Regions from separate parts of the Hordeum vulgare genome. Here region 2 is linked to region 1. The links are chromatin contacts, called in public Hi-C maps. All regions are on one chromosome and are shown on one strand. The core of a region is the stretch at or near the end of the contact, and the rest is flanking DNA. Distances in the headings are between cores, read along the strand shown. Region 1 holds the start of LOC123401819 (FGGY carbohydrate kinase domain-containing protein). Region 2 holds the start of LOC123401611 (calmodulin-binding protein 60 B-like).

Region 1 (2,700 bases), core at 77-2,576:
TGAGCGTGGGCACCTCTCTTTCATTATTTTAAGTGAATGCACGTCCATGCAGAAAGAGCTCCTTAAAACCGTTGGAATCAATGAATCATCTAAACTTGCTCATCCTCCTCCTGTGCAGGTTGATATTATTCTTGTCAGTCGCTTGCAAAATGAGATTAAAATCTTCAATCTGAAGCCACGGACCAGGACAAAGAAGGCGTCGTGCCGAAAGCTCCTCCAAAAAATTAACTTTTTCCTGGTCTTCTTGCGGTCCGTAAACCACATATAGCCACCAAGTCAAGCCCTCCGTTGGCTCCACATAGGTTGTGATGAAGTTTGTATCACACATGTGATTAGATATGTGTGCCACCGAGGAATCTCACACCAAAATGATACCACCCCTGGTTCCAACAACCGATAAGTACGAGAAGCCATCATACGATGGCCCAAAGCATTACATAATCATAAAATGATCAACTACATCAAGTTTGGCCTCCTAGATACAACAAATCCCCGGTCTACCGGAATCTACAAATTCTTTCAAACGTTTTTCATCTTACCGGACTGTTCAAACCACAAACATTCTAATTCATTAAATCTAACTTAACTCGCGACATAAAAAATGTCAACAACTCCAGGGGATCAAATGGATTTAGCATTTGTTTGGGGATCACATGGATTTGCAACATTTTCTGCTTTTTTGTGTGAGCCAAACTATTATGGGAAACGTTTTTGGCCGGGGCGCCGGTCAGCCGCACGCGACCGCGCGCGTCCGCTGACTAGGCATGCAACATTTTTTGTTTAAATTGTTGCAACCAACGTCATATTTGCTGCAAGCATTATTTTTTTGCTATAGTTGTGCAGTAAAAAAGCTGCATATACGTTTGGTTGCAACTTCAGTTCGTCGGATTTTTTCGTTACAATCGATGTTTTTTCTTTTGTTACAACCGTGTTAATTTTTGCTACAACCGACATTATTGTTTGCTGCAACCGTTCACTAAAAAAGCTGCATACACGTCACGCAAATATTTGTTACAACCGGGGTTTGACTTTTGCTACCATGCACCATCAACTTTGTTTTTTTTCTACGATCACGTAGATATTTTTTTTATATAAATTTTATTTTTTGTTGCAAATGTTGAAAAAATTGCTGCATCACGTCGAAATTTTGCTGCATCGGGGAAAAAAATGTTGCATAGGGATCCAACGATACGGACGAGCGGGGTTGGTAGATCGGTGCAGACGCGCGGGTTGATGGATTGTGCGGGCCCGAGCGCGGCCGGCCGAAAGCCCGCGCACAGCACTCCCCAACTATTATTCACTTCTCAGCCTCTCGGGGTGCAAAATTTGCTCTGACAACTGGGCCAGCGCAAACGGATCAGATCAAACGCACGCGACGCAGGCCACGCCCACGTGGACGCTCCCCGCCTCCGCTCGTCGCCGCCGGCAGCATGTCCCACGGCGGTGTCTTCCTCGGCGTCGACGTCGGCACTGGGAGCGCTCGCGCAGGCTCGTCACCCTCTGAATCCTTTCATCCAACGGCCCTCCCTTTTTCTTGACTATTTTTTACTAGGTAGACTTCGGCTGTTTCTTGATTCGCGAGTAGGCTAGCACTAGCACTGCTGCTTCTGTGGCGAAGCAACTCTTATATTCTGGAGGAAATTTCACATCCGAGGATTTCTTTTTAATTACTCAAGAGTATTACTAGTTGTCCACTCAGAGTGACGAACTAAATGTTGTTTTCATGGGAGGAGCTGTGCTGTTCCTGTAGTTCTCCCTCAATCGTTCTCTCGGATGTGATGAAGGGTAATTTAAGTTAGGTGTGAACAGAGCATTCTTGACACTGGGCATACCCGGCCTTGAGAAAGCCAGAAAGGAGTTCATTCTTGGCAGGCGTAGCAGGTAATTAGGTTGGTGTTATTGATTCTTTGTTGGCTGTTGATGCAGGTGTCTTCGATGAGAAGGGTAAGCTGCTGGGTTCAGCGAGCAGCCCGATACAGATATGGAAAGAGAAAGATTGCATCGAGGTTAGTAACCTCTGATCCGTTTAGTGTATTGCATGATTTTCAAATGAATCAAGTAACACCTTGCTAATTCTGGGCGGTGCACACCAGCAATCATCGACAGATATCTGGCTTGCGGTGTGCACTGCTGTAAAATCTGCGTGCTCGCTTGCAAATGTCGCAGCTGAGGATGTCGCTGGCCTTGGATTCGCCGCTACTTGCTCCCTTGGTTTGCCCTGTTCTCCATATGAGCTGTTTGAGTTGACTTCCGAATGGGAAGTGTTGTGTCTTCAGGTGACTCGGAATTCACCGACTTGATAATAACATAGTGTGTTGCTTGCAGTTGCTGTTGATGCTGATGGTTCCCCTGTTTCGGTTTCTTGGAGTGCTGATGCAAGAAGGAACATCATCGTGTGGATGGACCATAGGGCTGTTGACCAGGCTGATCGAATTAATGCTCGCAATTCACCGGTATTGCAGTACTGTGGTGGGGGCGTATCTCCAGAAATGCAAGCTCCAAAGGTATCTGCTTCTCTTTTCATGCAATATGGTTTGCATCATGATTGTGCTAACTCTTGACTTCCTGATTCATGATTTTTAAAAGAATATGAGCATGCTGTTGGAAATGTCAATCATTGTGTTTATTGCCTGATAATGGTAATCACACTATGTTTCTGGAAATTTCATTTCCCAGTCTTGGCAAATCAGAATTTTATCA
Region 2 (2,700 bases), core at 40-2,539, 480 kb before region 1:
TCACCTTTTAGACCTCAAAGTTTACATACTTTGCAAGGATATAGCATCATGCGTGAAGCCAAATTACATTGCACACCACAAACATCAAGTTACTGGCAATACCATCATGTGTTACTTGCCTATAAACATAACACCCAGAAGATAGCGCTTTAGAGATGGTTCTTGCCATTAACTAGGGAGATTCTTGTCAGTTGGACAGTTGGGGTATTTTGTAGATGAACAAGTTCAATGAGATAATTTTAACATGGCCATAGTGGTAATCTTATGTATTTGCTTAACTTATGTGCATGAGGTTAAAATATTATACTAACAACAGAATAGAGTGGATGACAAGCCTGGAGTTAAAGCTACAGAACAAGCCTGGCATTTGATTTTGTCCTAATATGTGATGGATGATGTGTACCGTTTTTCTTAAATTGTTTTCAGTGGTAAGCATAGGCGTCCTTGAGTGTACGTCCTTGATGCTTATAACGTGGTCACGAGTGTGCTCCTGAAACTACTTATAACGGATCTTCTCCTTTCTCTCAACAGTTAACCAACAAGTTACCAATAATTCACTCATTTCCCAGCAGGTCACACCAGTTCCAGCTCAAACTGTTTCTAATACTAAGCAACTTCAAAACGCCCATGGTCATCAAAACCATAACTGAAGTTCCAAAGCTACGGTTAGACGCAGCAACTAGGAGACTAATCATCACCCCGCTAATAACAACCTGACGACCCTTTGTCAATGAAAAAAAAAACACATCTTCAGATTTTCAGCTAGACGGCACCAAATCACGAGCAATAAATCTGAAGATGAATTCCCAAATCCCAGTTATAAATACGTAAGCCGGCGCTAAATCACGAAAGCCTTTGCCACCATACGAACCCAAGCAGCTACACTGGCTAGAACTCGCGCGGCTGAATCGGCACGGACACACAAAAATCACATCACGCACGCACTTAAAAGGGGTACCAAAACTCGACGAATTCCTGACCTGGCAAGAGCCGGGGGGCGCGACCGCTTAGCCTCGGGGCGGCCGTCGCCGGCGGCGGCGGCGGCCTCCAGCCCGCGCTTCTCGTTCATCGCCGGGGGCGAACCCTAGCCGGCGCCCGCACCGAATAGAGCGAGGCCTGCCTCCAGATTTCGCGCGAGCGCCGCCGCCGCCTTGACCGGTTCCGCGCACCGGAGGAGATTGATCGGCCGCGGTCGCCTGGCCGGGCGCTGGATGACCCGTTTCCATAAGGCCACCAAACTATCCGTAAGGACAGTGACAAGCCATGCTAATAGTCTCAAGCTCGTTCGGTCATTGTGCTTTCACTCGATCACGTGAAATTACTCGGTCTACTTTGCAACAATCGGACCCTTTCCGCGCTCGGTCCACAGCAAGTCAGGGAGGACGAAGGGGCTGCAACGGTCAAGGATTTAAACACACGTATGAAGGTCCATGAAAGCCCGCGTTACCGGTAACATCAGGGATTAAGGCTTTTGTTACCTGTAACTTTCTCTTTATTATCATTTATTGCCTTGTAACGGTGCTCGGACGGTCATGACAACACTATATAAGCCACTTTCGGATACCGGCTCAAGGTTCATCACTTGTAATCTTTTACACCCTATAAGCAAACATCAGCCTTTCGGTTCGAGACGTAGAGCTATTACCACCTCCGAGTGGGGTTGAACTCGTAAATCCGAGTTCATCCACTGCGTCTAGCTAGACTTCGCCCCTTAGTTTGTACTCCTGATACTATTGTCAGGATCATTCCCACGAAAGTTGACGCCCATCGTGGGGCTGCGCTTCTAGCAAATTCAGCGCAGTTGGAGATTTTCCACATTTTCGCCATCATGATGACACTCGACGGAGAGATCCTCTTCGGTTTCCTTAGCTTCATCGTCGACGATTTAGCGTGGCTGCAGGATGTATCACTGGACACCGACGCCCTCCCCGCGCGAGGTTCGTCGCACTTCAGCGCGGTAGCGCACGTAGTCCTGATTCGGCAGCCATCGGCGCCACATCACTCGGCATCACCACGACCCGCTGCCGTCGGTCACAAGCGCTCTGGGCACTCGCAGATGCAGCGATGGATCAAGCATGCTATGGCCAACCAGGCCATCTCCGGACAGGTTGCCATGCTCAGTTCTGATGAGCCCACCGTCAGCCTCTTCCCTTCGTCGAGCGAGGAGTCACTCGGCGACTCCGACTGCGACAGCAGCAGGGGTGCAGCTGAGATTCTAATGACCGACACCAACAGGGGAAACAACCATGACCACGCTTCTGATAACTCTCTCGAGCGTGACGGCAGGGAGCGTTGCCACGACGACAGCCACCACCATATTTCGCAGCTGCTCATCGAGTCCTTCGCACCCCCATCACCGAAAATAGCCTGGAGGAGATCGCGCTGGAGAACGCACGATTGGCCAACTTGGCCGAGCGCGAGCGCCTCGAGCGGCTCCAGCGTTCACTCGACGCTCGAGCCGCTAGAGACCAACCGAACTCTGTCGTAGCCAGTTGTTTCCAAACGACCGCCCGCAACACATTGAAGTGATGCGGACGTGTAACGTTCAAGATGCGGTCCTATCCTTATTTTGGCGCGAGGGCCTCGACAGGGATAGAAATGCATCTCGTCGTTTCGCAAGAATGGATATCGTTACAAGTACATGTACTGAAAAAATGAGTATAAGGAGTTGGCTTACACTCGCCACAAGCTACAACAGAG

What was found. A called contact is a pair of places that touch in the nucleus more often than the background predicts.
Region 2: a Hi-C map of leaf shows a contact between it and region 1, with 6 times the contacts expected there. The contact joins the promoter of LOC123401611 here to the promoter of LOC123401819 in region 1. A contact is called at or near these places in 3 of 6 Hi-C or Micro-C datasets (leaf and seedling).

What each region holds. Positions count from the first base shown.
Region 1 is chr6H:122,077,363-122,080,062 of MorexV3_pseudomolecules_assembly, reverse strand. It overlaps LOC123401819 (FGGY carbohydrate kinase domain-containing protein), which reads left to right and starts at 1,326. Exons shown (of 15, transcript XM_045095668.1): 1 at 1,326-1,488; 2 at 1,927-2,006; 3 at 2,094-2,211; 4 at 2,326-2,504. The coding sequence starts at 1,431.
Region 2 is chr6H:122,552,764-122,555,463 of MorexV3_pseudomolecules_assembly, reverse strand. It overlaps LOC123401611 (calmodulin-binding protein 60 B-like), which reads right to left and starts at 1,289. Exons shown (of 7, transcript XM_045095445.1): 1 at 981-1,289. The coding sequence starts at 1,069.